Linked DNA regions of Gossypium hirsutum: regions 1 and 3 are each linked to region 2. A link is a contact called in public Hi-C data. All regions are on one chromosome and are shown on one strand. Each heading gives the region's core, a stretch centred on a gene start, on an enhancer-like site or on the middle of the called end of the contact. The rest is flanking DNA. Distances are from core to core; before and after follow the strand shown.

Region 1 (4,258 bases), core at 1,115-3,614, 150 kb after region 2:
AGGAGGAGCAGTAGGTAACTTAGCCCGCTGTAATATGTCAGTAACCCGTTTCACAATTGAACTGTCAATCCAACCAAGGCGATATGACATGTCAACAGCCATAACCTGAGTTGAGTATAGATTCAAGTTTAGTACAGGCATGGAAGAAGATCAAAACAAAATGCAATAAAAATCACATTACCGTGCCAGCTGCAACAGCTTCTCCATGTAGCCACTCTCCATATCCGAACCCAGTTTCTATTGCCTGGAAAGAAACATGAAGACAACAGCACAAAAATTTCTTAAAATCTGGAGTAAACACAGATCCCTTCAAGATGAAGTACAAATTCTAACAGATGTAAACACAAGATAACTTCACCACTAGCTGAATACAAAAGAGAGAATAACTGTTAAAACATAAAATCTCAAGTTGTAACTTCATATTTATTCTATTTTAAACCATTTCATAAGTTCCTTTTTGGGATTTCAAACCATGCGGCCATTAAATAAAAACTCCAAAAAAGAAAATGAATGCACCAAGAATGAAAAAATCCGATTCCCTTTGCAAGCTAAAATGTAATATAGCAGAACACATATAACACTTACATGACCAAATGTATGACCCAAGTTCAGTGTAGCCCTCAATCCACTTTCCTTCTCATCTAGTGACACAACCTCAGCCTTGTTTTCACATGATCGCTTTATAGCATAAGCAAATGCATCAGGATCCCTGTAATGATCAACACTGCATCACATACAGCTTCAAGATATATTGATTGCAATAGTGAGGAAAGCACCAGAGTGTAATATCATTGGTTGAAGTAGACAAGGAGCTATACACAAGCACAAGGCATACATCAAGAAACTACTTCAAAGGATAATACAAGGTATATTCCCGAAAGCTCAAATTGAAAACACCCGTTTTGATTTTCAGTTCTTACCAAATGTCCTCTCAGCTTCACATTTCTAAACAAGTTTCAACCTATTCAAATGTTTAATTACATTTCATTCAATGAGTTTCATATACCTTGCCATCAGTTTCTCCATATTCTTTTCCTGCCACTCAAAAAACTCGGCATCTCTGATGAGCCCATACTTTATAACCTCTGCCAGACCTGAAGCCAGTTCCCTATTTGGCAGTGTGTTCAATGTGTCAGTGTCTATGAGCACACATTGAGGTTGGTAGAAAGCACCAATCAAGTTCTTCCCAAGAGGATGGTTTATGCCAGTTTTACCCCCAACAGAAGAATCCACCTGCTTATTAGAACAAAGTTAAAAACATGAAATGTTTGCACACAATGTGATGATCAATACATAAATGAGCCATCAGTGCGAAATGACCTGCGCCATAACAGTAGTAGGAATCTGGATAAAATTAACACCGCGAAGAAAAGCAGCAGCAGCAAAACCACACATGTCACCAATCACACCACCGCCAAGAGCAACAAATGTACATCTCCGGTCCAATCGGGACTCGATGGCCTTGTCAAAAACTTTCATGAGAGTCTCCTATAAGCACAACCACTACAATTACTACTTCCATCAAGTTCAATAGCAACAATGCTTCAAATCAAAGAAACAAAAAAACAGAGAGGAAAAGTGGAAAACCCACCATGTTTTTGTACTTCTCACCATCAGGTAGTATCACATTTTCAACAGAAACATTCGGGTTTCCCTTTGTTAACGCATCAACGACTTTATCCAAATACAAAGGAGCAATTGTAGTGTTAGTTACCACAAGAACTTTCTTCCCATGAACATGCCTATCGAAACGACAACTCGTTAACACTAAATACGACGAACAACGTAAAGCATTCTCTTGGCAGAAAAAAAAAAGAAAAAAAAGCTAGAAGTTATCGAAGCAAATGAATGAAATTAACCAACTTTTGAAGAAGCTCATGCTGATCAAGCAACCCGGAGCCGATGTAGATCGGATAACTCCGATTACCCAAATCCACCTCAACAATAGTGGGGACCGAAGAGCTCCTTTCACCAACTGACTGATCCATCACCGGAGTTGCATTGGCGCAATTCCTGCGACTGAGTCCAATGGGTCTGGAGAGAAAAAGTCGTCCGGGATTCAACTCAGCGGAAGTGGAAGCGCGAAGAGAAACATTGACGGGCTTATTAAGCTTGGGGATGAAGTCAGAGGACAATTTGGAGTTGGGGTTGGAAGAGAGAGAAAGAGAGATAGCGTTAGTGGCGCAGGCCATAGATGAGAAAGGGGGGGGGGTTGTCTGGTTTATTGTTTGTTAGTTAGGGGAAGGATTGGGGAGAAACATTGGTTTGAAGGAGGAAAAGGAGTGGGTAGGTGAGACGCGAAGCTGTTGGTGGACGACGACACGATTCACGGTTGGTGGCAATACCACATATACGGCTGTGATTTACGGAATTCGAATTTTTATATTTTTTAATTTTTTAAGAATTTATTTATAAAAAAGGATAAATATCAAATTTATACGAGAGCTTTGATTTAATATGCAATTTGATACATAAATTTTAATTTGATGTAATTATATACATGAAAATTAAATAGTTGTTTGCATGTATATATAAAACTTTAGTTTTAATTCAATTCTACACGTACTTAAAGAAATGAATACCTACATTTATTTCTATATCGAATTAATATAATTATTTGTGTATGTAATATATCAACGTAAAATTATGCTAATTTGATAATATTATTAGTGATTTGTGAAAATTAGATCCAACAAAATTTCATATTTAAAACCGTACAAAATTAAAGTTCATATATGACATTATACATTTAATCAAAGTTTATAGATAGTTTTGATATTTATCCCTATAAAAATATCATTTATATAATTTAATTTTCAATAATCTTCTATTTTTTTTATATTTACTAGTTCTTTTTTATATAAGTATGCATTTATATATTTATTATTTAATGAAATATTTTTATTTCATATAATTACCATATGTAATCATTATTAAAATGATTAAAATATATATTATTCAAAAAAATAAAAGAATTTCAAATCATAATTAACTAATTGTAGAATACTGAAAATGTTTAAAAGATTGACATATTGTAAATATATACTTTTTATTCTTCAATCTTTAATTTTTGATAAAATTGATCTAAATAAAGCATGTATTTAATAATATTATTATTTTCAAACATGAAATAAATTATTCGTGTGTGTTTTTCTTGTAGTAACATCTCTTTATATATTGCATTGATTGTGTATCAATTCCTTGTATTTTTCTTATTTGATAATAGAGTTAATCTCGATTTAAATAAAAAAATTAAAATAATAAGATATTACTTATTGATTAAATTGAATGCTTTAAGTTATAATGAAAATGAATTATTTTCAACACATATTTTGAGTTTAAATAAAAGTAAAAGAACAAATTTGTCTTAAAATTTTATTTAAATATATTAAATATTAAATTCCCAAGATAAAGGATTTTGAGAATTGATATTACAATTTGACTTAATTTGAATGTGCATACTGATAATAAATGAAAATAATTATGATTTAATATATTAAATTTATTGAATTTAACTATTAATTTTTAAATTTAATGCTAAAACATTAATTTCATTTTTTTAGTTTTAATATTAAATATTATTTTTAACATTTTATATTTTAATTCTTTTGTTAAAAATCAACTTATCTAAAGGATGATATTATCATAATATATTTTTAATTTTTATAATAATTTATTTTTATAAGTGAAATAATTTTTGAGATTAAATTATTTAAATGTATTATAAAAAATAATATGAAATAAATTAAAGACAAAATAAAAAAATTCAACTTCCTAAACATAATTAAAATAAAAAAAAAAAAAAAAAATATAAAAATAAAATAATTAAAATAAAATAATAATTTATATTTATATTTATTTTCTATTTTTTTTTTGCTTTTAATTATCTTTCTTGTTAAACTTCTTATGCAATTAATTACTTTAAGTCACAAATTACTTAAACAATTATAAAATAATAATAATAATTTTTTGTTTATAATAATAATAATAATTTGTTGTTGTAAATTAGAGATTTTTATCAAATAATAATCATGAAGTAATAGCAATGAGAAAAAAATAGCATAAAGTAAAATTAAATTTAAAATTAATAAACACATATAATTATAAAGAGATAAATCTCAAAATTGTATATGAACTTAGGTTTAATGTGTAATTTTATACATGAATTTTGATTTGATCCAATTCTCACAAATTATTAACACAATTATTGATATATCATTATTTTATGTTTATATATTGCATAACAAATAATTATTTT
Region 2 (4,275 bases), core at 183-2,682:
TAAGATAGATAGATTACTTAATCTTGATCCCATTTTCCTCAATACCTCACAAGTGTATCTCTCAATTTTTCTCTCAAAACTCTCACAGAACTTTTCTCACATGTCCCTTAAGGAAAAGAGCTCTCAATACCACTATTGGTTTAGCAGAGAACTACTAGAAGCAAAGAAAATAAGAATAGAAAGGATGATTGAATTCATTAACCAAGCAACACTTATATACATGTCCCAAGTAATAAACTCAATCAAATTTTAGTTTTTTACTCCTATTAACAAGATAACAACATCTAGCTTCTTACTTCTACTAAAAAGCTAACAAATCTCTCTAAGACTTAATCAAATCTCCCTAAGACTTAATCATAATATAAAATTTTACAACTCTTGTGACACTAACAAATAAGGTGTTATGTAGACAAAGCAGGCAGGCCTAAAGGGCAAGGCTGAGTTGAATACAAAGGGGGCTTATTAGTAACGGCCACACACGTGGCCATGCCTAGAGACAAAGGTATCATCTGTTAGATAAGGCTTGATTGTGCCATTAATCACATCAGCAGCTGTATAAGATATTTAAAACAAGTTGCAGTTATAATACTTCTTATGGAAACCCTCAACATATAGAGATAGACTGTAGGGTAGACCCCCTCTTTTCTTAGAGCATAGGCTATAAGGCTATGCAATATATATTAAGGGTTGAAATTATGGGTAACACTAACATTACCCTCGGACTTTCAATTCCTTCCTATTTTCTAGACATTCTTCATCTAACAACCCATTTTAATCTTATAAACTTTACAACAAACTATTACTCAATCTGATGATACTATTTTTTAAGAAACCTAATGTTCCCCTGTCCCATGTCAGCTTCAGAGATGGGTGCAGCTGCATCCGTCCACCGGGTATTTCTTTTTCTCTTTCTGAAATTTGTTTCTGTTTCTGTTTTATCTTAATTTATAGCCAGAATCAAAGCCCTCAAATGCATAAGGTAAATAAAAAGTATAGCTTAAACTTGTTGTAAAACCAATAGCTAGGAGCCTAGGATATGTTACAATATCATCAGTTGATGGACAAGAGCAAACCTTTGTGGTAGCTCATCTTGCGCTTTAAAAGAGTGGAACCTCGGAGATTTGAAACAGTACTTAAGATATTGGCACGGCTCAATCAGACCAAAACCACTGATGCTTCAACTCTTCTGAGAGATCAAAAACTGCGCCTTGTTTCATGTCTGAGTGAACCAGGCCAATATCACAGTTACTATTCCATGAAATGTTAAAGCATGGAAGAAAGCGTTGGATGGATCCCTAAATAAAACATTAAGGAATGAAACAGAGAAGAGTGAAGCATATTGGGAGGAAAGATGGGTTAAAAAAGAGAGCAAATAAAACAGAGAGAGAGAGAGAGAGAGAGCTGAGGGGGAGTACGAATGTGTGGGTGGGGGGATTTAGGAGAGTGAGAGGGGTGTCTGCAAAGAGCATTTAAAACCCTCTACTACCAAAGCAGAAAAGTTGGCCCATTGCATTTAAATCCATTATTCTCCCTCCCATTGTCCCATCTTATCCATGTTTCTCTCTTTCTTTTTCTTTGACTAATCAGTTCCTAACACATACTATACAACGCTGCAGAAGGACCGTTCTGTCGTCTAGGATGGAAATTAAGGGTTAAAATGACCTGTGTTACCTCTCAAATTAACTCCAGCTAAATATGAACATGTGGATATGGATGTCGTATAGGTAGCGGAAGTTTTGTCCTTTAAGGTGATCACATGGGCGGTGGTTGAAGCAAGAAGGCAGAGGTTGAGAGATATAGCCCATGCCATGACCGTAATACTCTGTGCAACAGCTACCAGCATCATTAATGACGGAATCTCTATCTGGGACGGACAGACAGCAACATTAATAGGCAAGGCAAGGCAATCAGACACACTCTTTTTAGAAACTGGAAACCCTTGTTTCAATCCAGTATGGCTGTATTTGCTTTGCTGCTTGGAGTTGGAGTTGGAGTTGGAGTTGAGGTTAATTACACTAAGTACACGTACCAGAGAAGAGAATTGTACATTTTGTTTTTTCTTTTTTCTTTTTTTAATATTCATTTTACTTTACATGGCAACCAAAGCTAAAATTCCTCTAGCTTCGATACTGTCTGCTTGATTTAGGTGATATTGCTTATATGTAACGTAAAATGTGATGTGTCCAACGGATCGTTGTGTTGTCCGCTGTGGCGGATGCTTTCATTTTGGGTGCATATCAAACAATGTTTTGTTCTGGTTATGTCAACGACCTTTCATTACTATCGGCGAACATGAACGTTTTTTCACCTCTAAATCCAATTAATTATTTCTCAAATGAATATTCATAGCCAGCTAGTCAAGACAACGAAGAATGTTAGTGTATTCATATAATATTATATTGATGGGGGATTATTCCAATGTTTCACGTCAAAGAAAACTCCAAAAATGGTTGCCCTTTATACTCAAAACACCCCCAAGTATGTCCAAAATTTCAAAAAAGAGAAAATTCCCATCTCTCTTTATGAGCTTCGAGGGCTATCAGTCATGGTCTCTCCCTTCAGGTCTTGTTCCTGATGAAGCATCACCTGAATGGCTTAGCAAAGGAGACAATGCATGGGAACTGACAGCAACGTCCTTTGTTGGCCTGCAAAGCGTTCCAGGGCTAGTGATGCTGTATGGGAGCATGGTGAAGAAGAAATGGGCTGTCAACTCAGCTTTCATGGCCCTCTACGCCTTTGCCGCTGCTCTACTTTGCTGGGTTTTATGGGCACATCAGATGTCTTTCGGATACTATAAAAACAGCCCATTGGTTGGAAAGCCCGTTAATTCACTGTCCAACGTATTTCTTCTGGGACCAACGCATGTTCATTCTATGCTGCCAAATGCTGATTATGTATTTTACCAGTTCGCTTTTGCTGCCATCACAGTGATTTTGCTGGCTGGATCATTGCTTGGGAGGATGAACTTCTACGCTTGGATGATATTTGTTCCTTTGTGGTTAACCTTTTCATATAGCGTAGGGGCATTCACCATATGGGGATATGGATTTCTTCAACACAAAATCATTGATTATGCGGGTGGATATGTCATCCATCTTTCTTCTGGGGTGGCTGGTTTTACTGCCGCATATTGGGTAATATTCGTATACCAATTCAGTCCATTAGATATTGGATCCTTTTTTTGCTACATAGAAATTGTCACGTCATCATAAACAAACATGGTGATTGCAGGTGGGACCTAGACATTCGCATGACAGACAGCACTTTCCACCCAACAACATAATTCAGATTTTAGGAGGTGCTGGATTTCTGTGGTTGGGATGGACTGGCTTCAATGGAGGATCTCCACTTTCAGCAGGGCTGGTCACATCTTTAGCCGTAATAAACACACATATCTGCACCGCCACCAGCCTCTTGGTCTGGCTTGCTTTAGACATGGTTGTGTACAAGAAGAGCTCGGTCATCGGTGCAGTCCAGGGGATGATCACGGGACTTGTTTGCATCACTCCTGGTGCAGGTTAGCCTTCACTCAAACACATATCACAAACATTAAGTCATCTTTCTCCAGGTTTGTTTCACTTTTAACATCTGATATATGCATGGGGCAGCAGGGCTTGTGGATCCATGGGCAGCGGCCTTAATGGGTGTGATGTCGGGATCAATTCCATGGTACACAATGATGATTTTGCACAGAAAATCAGCCTTCTTCCAAAGTGTGGACGATACATTAGGGGTGTTCCATACACATGCAGTGGCTGGTGTTTTAGGAGGACTCCTTTCCGGTCTCTTTGCAAAACCCAAGCTTCTGAACTTGATGTATGGAAATGACGTATATGGTCCAGGCTTACTCCACAGCGGGGGACATATCCACCCTGGCCTCAAACAAATGGCTTATCAGTTTGTAGGTGCCATATTCATCGCTGCATGGAATGCTGTTGTTACTAGCATCATTTGCCTTGTTATAAGCCGCATTGTTAATTTAAGAATGGATGAAGAGGATCTTGAGGTAGGGGATGATGCGGTGCATGGAGAGGAAGCTTATGCACTGTGGGGAGATGGTGAACGGATGCCGAAACCTCGCCGTCTCTGTATACCGCTTATTTGCCGTCGTTTAATGCCAACCCCTGTTTAATAAATTTGAGATTAATGCTGCATGCAGTGCTTTTGGATTATTGTGATTTTCGGAATATATATTATATATCCCATGACCATTGTTACATGCTTATATTAATCTACTGGTAAACTATCTGTAATTTCAAAGCATTTTGAAATACT
Region 3 (4,101 bases), core at 724-3,223, 140 kb before region 2:
AGTCTAGTTTCACAGAAAATTTACAGATTTAAATTTTGAGTTTCGTAACTCAAGTTATAATTAAATTAGTGACAGTTGCGCAGGTAGACAGTGTTGTTATGAACAGTGAATTTAATTTTAAAAGCAAATTTTTATGCTCCGAATCGGTAAGTTAAATTGGATGACATCTCGTACTTGATTCCGGAGACGGTCTCGGGTAAGGGGTGTTACAAAACATGATCATAGACTTATCATTGTTAATCTTTTTTCCCGATATACTTGTAAACCTTTTTTAAAATATTAATGATCTCCTCAACATCCTTTTTTTTATTACAAATGAAAATGTGTACGTTATCAACAAAAAAAGGTGATTAATATGTAGCCCATTAATACTAGCCCGAATTTCTTTTAACATATTTTCATTCTAAGCTCGGTTAAGCAATTTAAAAAAGGCTTCCATGTAGAATAAAGAAAGATAGAGAGAGAGGGTCTCCTTGTATGAGGCCTGCTAGAGTTGCATTTTAAGACATATCGAACCAAACGAATACAGCTCATAACTTTTTTTCACCCAAGCCTCCGCGTAACCCATTTTTATCATAACCGCTTCAATGAATTTCCACTCAACCCGATCATATGCTTTGCTCATGTAGAGTTTGATTACAAATACCTTGTTTGGACCATTCTTAGTACTTTGAAGGTAATAGACTAGCTCATGGGAGATCAATATGTTGTCGTAGATCATTCATCAGGGTACAAAGGCTCTCTAATTTTGGCTAATACTCTTCGGAAGAGTATCTTTCAACCTGTTAGCAAGAATTTTAGCAATAATTTTGTCTACCACCCTGCATAGACTAATCGGCCGGAAATAGTCATATCAATAGGATTTTTTATTTTAGGAATAAGAACAATAATCGATCTCATTGAGGCTGTCTACATTTTTATCCCCTCTTAAAATCTCATGGCACAATTTTAAAATATCAACTCCCACCACGTCCTAATGCTCATTGTAGAAATTACCTGACAAACCATCAATGCACGGGGCTTTCCTCAGGTCTATTTGGTTGAAAGCTCTCTTAATTTCCTCATCTTTGAACTCTTCCAGCAACTTCTCATTCATCTTCCCTGAAATGCAATTTTCAATAAAATCAACATTTAGATCATCATTTGTTTGTAAAGTTGACCCAAATAAATTTTGAAAATACTTCCTGGCCGCCGTACATATATCTTTGGTGTTGTTCTTCCAATACCCATGAATATCTTTTAGCCTCTCAATATTATTTTTTTTCCTTCTATTGGAAGCTCTTACATGAAAGAACTGGTGTTCCTAACGCCCTCTTTCAACCAATTTACTCTTGATCTCTGAGCCCAATATTTCTCTTCTTTGTCCATCAAATTCCCAAGCTTTTTCCTCATGGATTTGAGCCTGTTACCATTATAAAGCCTTCTAAGATTATCAATGACACTATTTATCTTGGATTTAAGCTTACCAATCTGGCTGCTCATCTCTTTGTATTTCTTATACTGCCAAACTTTAAGGTCCTGACCCACCTTTTCTATTCTATCCATAATATCTTTTGTGTCATCATACCAAACATTTTTAATAATATTTTTAGCTTCATTTTCTTTCGCCCAGTAAGAATCATACCTAAACATAACCCTAGGATCTCTCAGCCCAACTTTCAGCTTACGGCCTTCGGCATCCAGCAAATTAATGTCATGGTCTGAATTCGACTGACGAATCACCTTAGTCTCAATGAAAGGGAATTTGGTAACTTCATTGGCCAAAATCATGAAGCGGTCGAGTCTTTCTTTAACAATAGTCATGCATTCCCTATTATTGACCCAAGTGAACCACCCATTGTTAGTCTTCAAATCAACCAAAGATAACTCATCCACAATCTCATCAAAGTCAACCATCAAGGCTTTCGGCTTCCTCCTGCCACCTTCCTTTTTTGAGTTGTTAAGGATTGCATTAAAATCCCCCCTATAATCCATATTTCCTTCACATGCCTCCCCACCCTCTTCAACAATTCCCAGGAACTTTTTCTATTATTTGGATCAGCATTCCCATAAAAACCAGTGAACCTAATGGCGTTGTCATTGTCAAAGTGGATCAGGGAGTCAATACGGTTCCTAGAGTAGTTCGTGATTTCAACTCTTATGCCTTATTTCCAAAGCATCATTAAACCCCCGCTTTTGCTAACCGCATTAACTGCTACAGCTATGAAACAACTTATTAGAATGAACTTTAGTTTCGTATAAAAAGATAACATCTGGATTGTTAGCAACAAGGAGTTGCTTCAACTCGCGAACTGTCGCAGAGTTCCCAATCCCATAATAGTTCCAACCAAGGATTTTTATTGACGGGGTTGATCCCCAGCCGCCGCCTTACACGGTGAGATATTATCCAATAACTTTTGCCTCACTATTTTGGATGGGCTTTCCTCCGTAAGGTCTCCATTCAAGCTTCTTTGCCTTTTTCTTTTACTTTTGAATCAACCCAGCCATCACTCACTGACTTATGAGCTTTTTTATCCATGGGTGAGTTGGATGTCAAGTCCTAATCTCTCATTTTTCTTTTGCCTTTTTGCAATATTTTCTCACTTTCATCCTTTGTGTCCATCTTGCTTTCATCATTTGCCTCATTTGGAAATCCATTAGTTGCCACTATCTCGATCCCATTTCTCCATATGCTTCTGTCTTGGTTTTGAGCCACTGTATTTACTTTTAGCTAAATCCCATATTGTAAGTTCAAGTTGTTAGAATCGATGGTTTCCTCTTTGTTTGGACATTTTCCTGTTGTATGTCCGATGAGTCCGCACACATAACAGAATGCCAATAATTGTTCATATTTTAGAGCACAGATAACTTCAACCCCATCTATTCCCACCCACCTCACAACTCTTCGCAGTGGACATAACACATTGATTTTTATTTTTAACCTCAAGAATTCGGTCTAACCCCCGTTCCTATCTTTCCAGTCGATCGCCACTAGTTCTCCTATAACATTTTTGATATCTAGAGCAGTTTGGCGATTCATATATTTCGAATGAATATTGTAAATACGCAGCTAAAAAGGAGAAAGGTTAAAAGCATAAGTATTAATTTTTTTTACCCTTTATGAATGGCATCATGGCGAAAAGGCAGTTATCAAACAGACATGGCATAAGGTTGAGGATTCTGTTTCTATTTTCCAGGCATCCAAATTTGGCTAGTGTTGCTCCTTCATTAAGGGCTACAAAATGTACAGCTTATTTAGTAAACCATAACGATCTTAGAACCCTGCACATCGCCTCTCTATTAGGTTTTTCTATCGCCATTATTTTGCCCACCGCCCATGCTTCAAAACCTTGAAGATTGTTTTCGGTGTTGGTGCTTATAACTCTAGTCGACTCTTCTTTCGAGAATTTCAATCTTTCTAACATTACGTTGATTTCTTCATCCATTTTGATCTTTGACTCCACAAAGATTCCCTTTCCCCGGGTGCACCAAAAAGGATGAAGCCAATGATTCCATCCTTTAGAAGAGAGTAGACTCCTAGGAACACAAAAAATAATTCAAGAAAGCTCTGTACAACAACAAACAAATAAAACCCAGCTGCGAAACACGAGAAACAAATAGAAATCCAAATACCAATAAACACAAACCCCACTCACCAAGATAAACTCCAGAAAACCCCACGCCCAGGCAGGGCACAAAAACAAAAAAGAAAAAGAAAAAAATAAAATAAAACCACCCACACAAGCGAAAGACAAAAACTCAAAAAACAAAACAACTTCTAAAATTAGAAATATCAGTAAAACCCTAATATAATGGAAATAACAAAAAGAAAACATATAACCTACTTACAATTTTTTAATGCCAACCGAAACAAAGGAAAATCTATTTAATAAGTCGTCATAAAGTCAAAATCAAAATCTTTTATTGATGGTGTGCCATGCATTGCAAAACAAAAAACCATGCAAAAAGACGTACAAAACCATATATCTCTACAAATCTTTAATGAGAAAAATATAAAATTTGAAATAAACGACAAAACCTTTACGAAACCAATGAATTTTCCACCATGCAGGACCTCCTATGGGCTAGAGAGACCACAGCCATCCATGTTTCACAGCCATA

The links. Hi-C and Micro-C count contacts between places; a contact is called where the count stands out from the background.
Region 1: a Hi-C map of leaf shows a contact between it and region 2, with 1.9 times the contacts expected there. The contact joins the promoter of LOC121211306 here to the promoter of LOC121211301 in region 2. A contact is called at or near these places in 3 of 34 Hi-C or Micro-C datasets (anther, leaf and petal).
Region 3: a contact with region 2 is called in a Hi-C map of leaf, with 1.9 times the contacts expected there. The contact joins the promoter of LOC121211363 here to the promoter of LOC121211301 in region 2. A contact is called at or near these places in 2 of 34 Hi-C or Micro-C datasets (both in leaf).

What each region holds. Positions count from the first base shown.
Region 1 is chrA12:13,747,810-13,752,067 of Gossypium_hirsutum_v2.1, forward strand. LOC121211306 (3-dehydroquinate synthase, chloroplastic) reads right to left here and starts at 2,365. Exons shown (of 8, transcript XM_041083984.1): 1 at 1,864-2,365; 2 at 1,592-1,742; 3 at 1,321-1,488; 4 at 1,007-1,233; 5 at 586-709; 6 at 182-244; 7 at 1-105. The coding sequence starts at 2,192.
Region 2 is chrA12:13,597,136-13,601,410 of Gossypium_hirsutum_v2.1, forward strand. LOC121211301 (ammonium transporter 2 member 3) reads left to right here and starts at 1,433. Exons shown (of 3, transcript XM_041083974.1): 1 at 1,433-3,134; 2 at 3,232-3,517; 3 at 3,609-4,275. The coding sequence starts at 2,373. The coding sequence ends at 4,132.
Region 3 is chrA12:13,458,116-13,462,216 of Gossypium_hirsutum_v2.1, forward strand. LOC121211363 reads right to left here and starts at 1,974. Exons shown (of 2, transcript XM_041084118.1): 1 at 1,296-1,974; 2 at 974-1,101. The coding sequence starts at 1,974. The coding sequence ends at 974.